Linked DNA regions of Gossypium hirsutum: region 1 is linked to region 2. Evidence: chromatin contacts called from public Hi-C data. All regions are on one chromosome and are shown on one strand. The core of a region is the stretch at or near the end of the contact, and the rest is flanking DNA. Distances in the headings are between cores, read along the strand shown.

Region 1 (5,501 bases), core at 429-2,928, 570 kb after region 2:
TCAGATGCTATAAAAATAGCTCAAAAAATTCCATTGTCTTATTTAATGAAGTTGTCACTTTTTCCTATTTTTGTTTCCTTTTTGCAGATTTTTTCTATTTTCTTTTTTAGAATTATTCTAAGGTTTTAGTTTTATTAAGTAATTCTTTATATATAACTTTTCATTCAACAATCTTCCATAATATATCAATTCAAACATGATCCATAATTATGTTTATTTAATTAATATTAATATGAATACTAATATTAATATTAACATAAAATTTAATTTTATTATTATATTTTTTTGAAAATATTTATGTATTTTTTTTTGAATTTTTTAGAATTAGAATCAAATTGGAACTATTTGTAAATTTGAGGGTTAATTTTTTAATATTATGACCAAATTGATATAATATGTAAAATTTGAGGACTAAATTTGTTATTTTATTGATTTTTTTAACATTACATTAGCTTTTCGATTGTGATTTTAATAGGAGTGACCAAAATAACTAAACTATGTAACTTGGGTGCTTAAATTGCAAACTTTTTATTTTGAGTTCCTAAAATTTGTGAGTGGCCAAAATAACTGAACTATGTAACTTCGTTTGTGATTTTCGTTTGTGATTTTAACGAGAGTGACCAAAATTTGATATAGTTGGGTGACTATCTGTGTAATTTGCCCTATTTAAAATAATATTTGAGTAGTGTCTGAAAAACTACTTAGTAATTGGATTGGGTGTAAGTTTTTTTAATTATACAAAAATTACATAGTTGAATAACCATTGTAATTAATGGGTCTCACTTAATTGAGTATAATTGAAGCGTTCAAATTACATTCTCCAATTCTTAAAGGATGACTAACAAATTGAGTGAATCATATTAGCATGTTGCTTACTTCGTAACTTCATTCGTAAGTGGAATTAAGATAATTCATACTTTAAAGAGTATACAAAAGATGAAGATCCTAATAATAATTAATGATACATATTCAATTTTCAGTTTAGATGATAAAGAAATTGGTTAAAAACCAACAAATTAATTAGTATATGTTAAATGTTAGAGAATAAATAACCCAGCAAATATAAAATATTAAAGCAATTAATAAAATTACATATGATGATTATTTATCTTGTTATTTTTCTCTCAAATATTGTTTATATTTTTTTATAGAATTTAAATTATATAACTATAATTTGTATTACTAAACACGACATAGAGAATTATAGTCTTTCTAATTACAATTTCATCCATTATTTTGTGGTGTCAAAATACACACTTAATATTTATACTTAATATTTAATATTTCAATTATTAGATTTACTTTTTTTAAGATGTATACTTAGGACTTAAATTTTAAACTTAGTATTTAAGGTTTTAAGATCTAATGTTTAATATTTAAAGTTTAAAGTTTAAGGTTTAGGATTTAAAGTTTTTGTGTAGAAATATAAAATTTAAGGTTAAGGATTTATATTATAATAATATAAAATTTATTTTTAAAATTATATTAGTAATTAATTATAAAAATTATAATAAAATAATAAGTCCTAAATTATAAATATTAACTTAAACAACAAATCCTATTTTTCTTTATTAAAAAAGCAAAAAAAAGTACAAATGTTGGATGTGACAGTAAGTTCATGACGACTTGGGGACTATGAGGATAGTGTTATCTATTATTTAAACTTGAGATAGTTTAAACGAATTATTTAAAGCCTCCCGTCAAGTCAAGCAAGTTGATATTTTTCTCTTGCCCTTTAGATCCACATTAAACCAATCGAAACTTTTCTGATTGCTCACATGGCTTTGGAATAGGGTAGAGGGTAGGAGTGTCACATTCAAACCTTTTTTATCTATGGGCTTTGCTGCTGCTTTTTTCTTTTTTTCTTTTTTTCTTTTTTTTTTAATTAAAGTAAAGGCTATTAAATTATTAGTAAGTTTATGTTTTGATCATTTAATTTTAAAATGTTACAAAAATAATCACTGAATTATCAAAAAGTTTTAATTTAAGTCACTAAACTGTTAAAGTTGCTGTTGTATAATCATTTCTATTAGCATCGCCTACACCAATTGAAAGCTCTTTTTCCCCTTCTCTTTTACAGTTCACTTTGTTTCATTAAACAACTTTGAACTAAAAAAACTACAAATCAAAATTCAAACAACTTTTTCTTTGATTTTGAATACTAGTTGTTAAATCAACTTGGATCTAAGGTATTTTCTTCTACTAATCGATAGGTACTAATCCATTAAACAAATCGTTGAATTGTCACTTGAAACTCACTAATCGGACTTTAAAAAAAATAACTTAGTGACTTAAATAAATAACTTTTGAATAGTTCAATAACTATTTTGTAATTTTTTGAAGTTGAATGACCAAAATGTAAACTTATTAATAATTTAGTGACCAAAATGTTTTTTCTTTAAGATTAATATATCATTTTATATAAAGGACTAATATATCATTTGGTGCCTAAATTTAGTTTTAATATCTAATTTGGTATCTAAACTAAACAGAATGACGTGACCCAATGAATGTTTGACCTAGTACTCTAGTAAAAAGCATAGATACTTAATGTACGAAAAAAAAGTTCAGATACTAAATTAAAAATAGAAGTCAAATTTAGATATTTAATTAAGATAACAACAAAAAAAACCTTAAATGCTAAATTCAAGTATCAAATAAGAATAAAAACTCAAATATTAACTTTGGATCGAAATTTAAATAACAAAAAAAATTATTTAACCATGACAAACAAATTTATCCATCCAAACCCTTCCTAGCAAAAACCTATCCATTACATTCTTACGTACTGAAGAAGATATCCACAAATTAATGTTACTATTAATGACTATTGTTTTGTAGTTGAAGAGTAGCTTTTAGATTTTGGTGAAATGGATATATTGTGATAGGAACGGACAACAATTTAATGTTTAATTTCAATATATGGAAAGAAAGAAAATCGATTCAGGAAAATTTTCTCAGCCTTATTCCATGCTGTTTAAAACACGAAAGAAAAAATAGAGAATCGAAGAATTCATTGAATCTAAAAATAATTAATTAATCCTAGGATTAAGGTATAAAGAAGGAAATTAGAGTAAAATAAGAGAAGGAATGGATAAAATTTTAATTTTATTATCTTTAATATTAGTTTTGTAATCCACCTTTAGGATTAATAGTTATTCTTTTTAATAAATTTTCTCAAAAATTCGAACCACTTTCTCCGATTGAGGATGATGGAAAGAATTTTAACTTAAAAAAGGAAAAATTAAAAAAAGTTGAGTACCTACTATCCATCAAAATGCTTAGGTAACCTAAAGAAATAAAAAACATATTATTAAAATATAAAATATTTTTTCTTTACTCATTTTATATAATTATTTAAAAATTTATATTTGAAAAAATATTGTAATGAATTATTTTTATTCAAGATGATATGTATTTTTTTTTTTAAAGGGATTAATTCAAACAGGGTGTAAAGCAAATACCCAATGAATTAAAATATTGACCCTAAAAGATAACTAATATGGAAACAAATTAATTGGATAAGGATGAAAGCATCAGAATTTATATATTTTAACGAGTTGATTTAATTCAGTCAAATTATCCTATCCCTTTTCTTGTTTTGATCGTCAACTAGGTTAAGTTTATTTTTCCCCTTGGTTAAGTGCAGTTTATTAGTACTTATGGAAAACAGTTCACGAAGTAATATCTACAATAAAGTGTTACAATAGCATTTCAAACAAATTGAGAGTGACATTTAAGTACATTAGGACTTTTGCAAAATGTGACTCATCCTTCTAATACATTATCATGAATTTAATACCACCCCCCACTTTTTATATTATAATGTTTTTGAGTGTAACTTAGTATTTTTATTATTTAATTATAAAATAGTCATTCAATTAATTATATTTTTATTTTTTAATTCTATTATTTGTTATCAATTTTATAATAAAATGTTGACTCACAATTTAAAATTCACATAATAATAAGTTTAATATTCAACGTTTAATAATAATATAAAGCTTATTAACTACTTTATTTATTTCCAAATTTTTTTCTTTGAAATCTTTCCATTATGAGAACCAAAAAAATGAGAAGAGAAACTAATTTACATTGTGAATTTCTAATTTATTTATGCATTTAATCTTCTATCATTTCCTTCCGTTTGTTTCCCCCAGCGAGTCATAGGAAAGAAAATGACATTAGCTCTTGATTTAGCTTTATAAAGATTTTCACAATTCAGTTTAAATTACTAAGGAACTCTGACGGATTTTACCATTTATATGCTTTATGAATATTTTCGTTTCTAAATGATTTGTGTTTCGCTTACGAACTGGTATGACTTTTTAACTGTATTTTACAACCAAAATGGCAAAAGAGAAGGTTTATGAAGAGCTAGAAGAAGAAAGTTGAGAATGGGAAGCTAGGGAAGATTTAATGAGCTAAGCAAAACACTTAAAAATAATGGAAGTCACAGAATATGTAAATATTACAAATTAAATTTTTTATTATGCTAACTTTTTAACTCTCACCTTATTTCTATAACAAAAATAATGATAAATATATTAACTGAATAAAAACACATGATTACTTAATTATGTTATATTCCTCCTCCACCTAGATACATATTAACAAGGCAGAAGGTGTTACCCTCCCATTTGACTTTACATGAGACAATGTCCTAATTGATCACCGTGTTAGTTAGGGGAGCAGCATCCTTTCGTTATCAGGACCACCCGTTAGATGAGCATTTCTAGCAAGCCTTCCCACTCCTCTATAATGAGATAAGCATCTGTTTCTAAGGCACCCGCTTTTAAGTGTGAACGCTCTTCAAGTGTGAATATGTTTTTAGTACAATTAGTGGCCCATTTAGGTGTAACAACTTTGTACTAATTGAAACCACAATAGAATAGGTCCTAAAGTGCACTTTCACGCTTCGCATGATGGTAACTTTCCTAATAGTAATGTACCACATCACACTAGTGGACAAGAGGACTTCCTCCAATAAATACCCTTCTAATGATGAAGAAGGGATCAACTTTTTAAACTCTAAAATTACTATGAAAAAATCCCTCCTTCCGTCGCCCTTCCTCTCTCTCTCTCTCTCAACTTGTTTTTTTATCCCATTTTCGACTCTATGCCTCTTTAAGTAAACTGACTTCTATAAAACCACATGTAACGCCCCAAAATTTTAGTTTTTGATTTATTAAAAAATTGTCAAAGTGAATTGATTTGGTTCGATGGTTAAGTGTTGCTAGTAGTGTGTGAGAGGTTATGGGTTTGAATCCTTTTTCCTTTAAACTTTGTTCATTTTTTCCCAACCCTTAACTTTGGATATTAAGTTTTTATATTATTTTCACTCAATTAATGATAGAATGAGCTTGCTAGTTCAGTGGTAAGGCTTCAACTTACACTATGGTCCTATGTATGAATCCCTGTACGTGCAAATGCAAATAATTTTTACTTCTCCATGAGTGTGCCGCACATGTTGTAATAGTTGGGTGGAATCTTAATTCTGG
Region 2 (5,858 bases), core at 1,511-4,010:
GTTTGAGATTCCAACTGCACTGGAAAAAAAAAAAACTTATCAACCCATCATGATAATGGGAATGCTCAGTTTTGTTTTTTTTGCTTTCCACCTTTCCTGTTCTTTTTCTTTTCCATGATTGTAATTTGGAATCTTTTATAATTTGTTTAACGGAAAGGATTTTAGAGTGACTGAAGAACGTTGTTGGATGTCTGTATTTCTTATATATAAATCAGAACAGCATTGAGTTCCATAAGCTGATAACCAGACGCAAAGCACTGCAAAAATATGAATTTCAGTAGTTCAAATAAAACAGGGAAAACATTAAATAGAGCAAGCAAATGGCCTTGCTATGGTATAAAACTGGCCTTATTGTTGGGTGACAAGCTTCAAGGGAAGAGTTGAAAACAAGAGAAGGGCAAGAACCTAGAATTTCTTAACGAAGTCATAAATGTGCATGCTAATCTCCTGAGGCTTTTCTTGGTTGATAAAATGGGCTACTCCTTCCATGACAACTAGTTCCTGCAAGAAAGGCACATTTTTCTTGAATCCGCCATTTTGTAAGTATTCCTTAACACCAGGGATGTGGTAGGTAATGTCCAGGTCGCCTACGATGAACTTAACCGGTACTTGGATTTGTAATCCAGTCCATGGTGCCATCAGTTCCCAGTTTCTGCAAACAAGAACATATCAGATCATCTTGGCTACCTTCAATGATAGATTATTGAAAAAACAAAGAAGTGGAACTTAATTAGGCAGAAAAATCAAATGGAAATGAGAGTTGAACAATCACAGCCTACACGTACAGATTCATAGCTCGATAATAGTTGAGTCCTCCAGTGAAGCCCTTCTGATTAAATTTGGTGGCAAAGTAATTGATTTCGTCTTCGGAGAGCCAAGAGGGTAAGGCTGGAGGATCAGGTAACGCTTTCAACCCTGTTTCTTTAGGTATACAAGGAGGATTTGGATCTCGAGTTGTAAGAAATTTCTTCAGAACTTTGGCAGTATCCATCTGCGCGAAATGTGCTTCAGCCTCCCCTGGTACCTACAGCATATTTATGAAAATCATATTGAATTGAAGGGTAGGAAAGGGGAAGAAGATGACAGCAATTCCATTTGCTGTAACAAGAAAAAATTGTATACTAAAGGTGGTCTCAATCATGCAAACTTCCTATTCACTATCATCTTATTTTTGGATCAAGCAGAGTTGGGTATAGTCTATAGCTACATTCATTAATCACACCAACCATTTGTGGGAAGTTCATCATAGAAGTTCAGAAAAGGGATAGGGGAATGCAGAAGTTTGTCTATTTATACATTAGTAGATGAGATAATAAGACACTAGAATTTGTTACCAATGATCCCAAAAGCTTAGGCTAAGATAAAGACCCAACTATCATATTTAAGTTGCAGCAAGTCCCCCTCGAATGAAGCATTGATGGAGTGACAAAGAATCTGTGTTCAAGTCTCGGTGACACCAGTCATGGGTTCAATCCTTAGACAACCTCTACGTCTACTTGTTATTAAAAAAGTTTCAACAAGTCCCCTAACATGTAAGTCGGAGGAATGATGAACGAGATTCACCAGATATTGTTAAGATTTGAACTCGAGAGTTCTGATATCATGATAAATTCGATTAGCAATTATTCCAAAAAAAAGAAAAAAAAGAAAAACAAAATGAACTTAAAATGCCGAGACCAAATTAATTGGAACGGCAGAGGGTGGGGCAGGAAACTTAAATGCTAAAAACCCATTACACAAGAATAGAGATAAGGGGCCCCAATTATTCCCAAATCACAAAATCTATGCTTCTTAACTATCCCAAAATGTACATACTCCAAGTGAGTCAAACAAGTCTCTCATGCAGAACAATCAAACAAGGCTTAAAAAAAGGGTGAAATAGATTGGATAGCTGTAATTTGTGAAGATGGTTTATTAAAATTGTGTTGAACATAGCTGCTGTTTTGCACTTCCCCATCATTGTAAAAATTGACAATTCAGAAGATAGAAGAGAAAATATAAACTAGGTTAAGTGATTCACCTGAAACCTGCAAATATAAAAATCGTCACCAAACAAAGCTCTATACCCATCCACAGTCTTCACCTTGGGGTTCCTAGGATGATAAGGAACGCTCAAGTTGACCAAAGCCTTGATTCTATCAGGCCTGAACAAGCAAAAATTCCAAGCAATCATCGCACCCCAATCATGCCCCACCAAGAACACCTTGTCAACACCAAGGGCGTCGAGGAGGCCTACGAGATCCCCCACAACGTGAAAAACAGTGTATGATTCGGGCGATGGAGGGGCGTCGCTGTCACCGTAGCCACGGAGATCGGGAGCGACGCAACGGTAGCCAAGGGATGAGAGCGAAAGAAGCTGGCGGCGCCAGGTGTACCAAAGCTCAGGGAAGCCGTGTAAGAAAAGGATTATTGGGCCGGAGCCAATGGATGCCACATGCATCTTTATGCCGTTGGTGGTCACCGTGGTGTGCTCAATCTTCTCCATCTTTATAGCTTTGGCCTCAAAGGGTGGAGTGGTGTGTGTGTTTAAACTTCAAATAGAGTTTTTGGTTTTGGGATTTTGGCTGTTACTTATGATTTACGCTTTGGATATAAAATAAATAAAAAAAGAGAGTGAAAGACGAAGATGGGAAATCCAAATTTTGATACACTGTAATGTTCACACCTCACAATGGACTGCCACCACTTTCACTAAAAACAGAATTACAAAATGAGGATAAGATTGAAAACTGTTATTATTATTTCAAAACAAAAACTTTTTTACAAATTAAATGTAATATTAGATATTCATATCACCTGATGGGTTAATTTGGGAAAAAACTTTATTACAAATTAAATCTAATATTAAATATTGATATCACCTTATTTGTCATGTTGAAGTGTTAATTTGGTATTTAACTAAAGAATGTTAATTTGGGAACGTATTTTTTTATTCCATAAATAATTTTAAAAATTTGTTATATGTTTTCTTAAATGTTTATTTTTTTAAAACCACTATAAGATACTTGTCAATTCTCTAATTCTACTTGTAGAGTTTAAAAACTCCACTAACAATATAATAAATATTTTCCTTTAAGTTTAGTATGTTTGAGCTATATTATGATATTATTTTATTGAAAAAATATATTTATTTTAAGCAAGCTTATCACATATAAATATTAGCCAATTCAATACCCTTAACTTTGTCACTGTTATCATTGTAACATATAAGAGAGTGTGGGTTAAACATATATCAACTAAGGAAGATACAATAAATAATTTCTTACTTGATATTAAGAATTCTAAGAGATGGAATTATTTAGATGAATAGGGTCGTGGAATCGAGGTGGTCAACCCATTATAAGTTGAAGGAGAAGATTGCCACATAAAGATTTCATACATGATCTTAGTCGCATGCTTCAACGAAATAAACTTGATTTAAATGCTTCTCACAACATGCTCCACTGAACCAGTCTTTTTACATCACTGAAATCTTTTCTTATCTTTGATCTGGACATGCTTCAACAGGGGTGAAGCCAGAAAATTTTTTTAGGGGGGGCCAGATGAAATTTTAACTTTTTATAGTTTATATTTTTATAATTTGTAAAGGATTAAATTGAATTTTTATAATTTTAGGGAGGCCAAAGTGCAATTTTACCTTTATTAATTTAAAATTTTTAAAAAATTTCAAGGGCCTAAAATAGAATTTTCTATTTTAGGGGGGACTAGGGCCCATGCCAGCCCCCCTAGCTACGCCCCTGTGCTTCACTGAGACCAGTCCTTCTGCTCTACCAAAATCTTTTCTAATTTTTAAGTTATTCAACCACGATCCATCGTACCATTTTTTCGCTCCAATGCCACCAACAATTTAAACTATAGGTGGATCTAGAAAAAAATCTCTACTCCAGTGTGATGATATTTTAATTTTAATTTTTTTAATTAAAACTTTTAATTAGATTTATACTTTTTAAAGTTAAGCTTGTAAGCTTTAAGAAAAACCCAAATATTTTCACTTTTTTTAACCAATGTATCTTTTAGGACTAATTTACAGTTCATAAAGATTAATCTATTCTGGGTTTATAGTTATCTCTCTCAAGAATGTCACCTTTAAGATTTGAATTGGAGTCTTTCCCTAAAAAATACAACCCAAAATTTTCTTTTAAGTAGGCATATAACCCTTTTTTTTGTAATTATCAACTTTGAATATTGAATTAAAGAGAGAATTTTCTTATATTCATCTTAGGATAATATTGAATTAACCAAGGTTGAAATATCATTGGTTAAAATTGGGTCATAATTTTTTAATATTTTGTTTCAATTGATATTATTGATTCTTCTCTAAATAAAATAGTCAATAATTTCTCTTTGTAACTTGTTATTAGGAGAAATTATTTTATAGACCCTTTCCACCATATTATCTATGGTTCTGTCTAATTAGAAAATGGTACATCATATTTTTTTCCACATTATATATACATTTGATTCCAAATCAAAGATGATGTGTCATCTTCTAATTGGGCTAGATCATAGATGATGTGGTGGAAAGGGTCCATAAAATAATTTCTCCGTTATTAGAGAAAGTGAGGGTTGATTTCCAATCATTGTTTCTAAGCTTCATAGTAAGTATATGGGGTTTGCACATTTGGCATTAGATTTTTGGTTCTTTCGAATCAAATAAATCTACCTTTTTCAAAAAAAGAAAAAAATTGTTTCAAAATTTTATTTGATTTCTTATTCCATTGGGGTTTACTCATTGTTAGCTTGGTAGGGTTTAAATTTACATCCTTTTGGAGTTTGTTAGCTTATTAATTTTTAAAATTTTCCATCATGTTGTAATTGTGTAGTAAAAAGGAAAAACTAATTTGTAACACCCCTTACCCGTATTCGACGCGGGATAAGGTTCGAGGTGTTACCGGACTTACACATAAACAAACATACAAAACCGAGCCATAAAATTTCGCTCAAATCAAATTCATTCATACATATGCAAATTGTCCCTTATATGGGTCTACGAGGCCTAAAACATACATCGGGAGTGGTTCAGGACTAAACCGAGAACTTTAGAAAACTTTGGAAAAACTTAGAAAATTTTCCTACTTTGGAGAGTCACACGCCCGTGTGGCTTGGGACACGCCAGTGTCCTCAGCCTGTGTAACTCTCTGACTATGACATCATCACCCAAATAAGATCACATGACTAAGTCATACGCCGGTGTGCTTAGGTCGTATGGCGAATTAAATTCCAAAATTAAGTGCAGACTTCACACGGCCTGGGCACATGCCCAGGTTCTAAAGCCGTGTCCTTCACATGGCTGAGAACACGGCCGTGTCTCTGCCCGTGTGTTTACTGCTGAGCATTCTGTTTCACCTAATTACGATGCAGGGGACACACGGTCGAATCACATGCCCATGGGGCAGACAGTGTGTCACACACGGCCTAGATATACGCTCGTGTGTCTACCCGCGTGGACAACTTTTAGGCTATTTTCCAAGCCATTTGTCACCCTTAAATGCTCACTCACTCATACATTTTTGATGGTATGCAACATAGTATATTTAGTCACTTAAATACTCATAAACATGATTAATCCATGACTTTGTAATGTCAACATATCACATATCCAAACCATCATGCTTTCATGTAACATTCCACACCAATTTCATATTTATTCATCATGATAAACCTACTTTCAATTTACTCAATTATACCATAGCTTTGGTCATACTTATTAGCCACATTTCATTCATTAAGAATATATGCCCTTCATCTCACATATCATCCACAAGCAACCACATCAAGCATAACACATTGCATGCATGCATAATTAATTAGGGTTACAACCTAAATAATCAATATGAACCATATCACATGGCCATATA

The links. Hi-C and Micro-C count contacts between places; a contact is called where the count stands out from the background.
Region 1: a contact with region 2 is called in a Hi-C map of leaf, with 2.5 times the contacts expected there. The contact joins the enhancer-like site here to the promoter of LOC107926277 in region 2. A contact is called at or near these places in 4 of 34 Hi-C or Micro-C datasets (leaf and seedling).

The regions. Positions count from the first base shown.
Region 1 is chrA08:17,779,828-17,785,328 of Gossypium_hirsutum_v2.1, forward strand. No RefSeq gene overlaps it. Among protein-coding and RNA genes, the nearest start is that of LOC107893484, 22 kb to the right of the region's middle. Within about 2 kb of position 1,679, at least 3 of the 9 cell types and tissues checked have an H3K27ac peak or open chromatin away from gene starts, as enhancers often do. A contact at or near this core is called in leaf, where this site is marked.
Region 2 is chrA08:17,205,972-17,211,829 of Gossypium_hirsutum_v2.1, forward strand. It overlaps LOC107926277 (epoxide hydrolase A), which reads right to left and starts at 2,761. Exons shown (of 3, transcript XM_016857130.2): 1 at 2,021-2,761; 2 at 786-1,024; 3 at 259-652. The coding sequence starts at 2,485. The coding sequence ends at 406. LOC107926359 (60S ribosomal protein L18-2) reads left to right here. Exons shown (of 5, transcript XM_016857237.2): 5 at 1-235. The coding sequence ends at 6.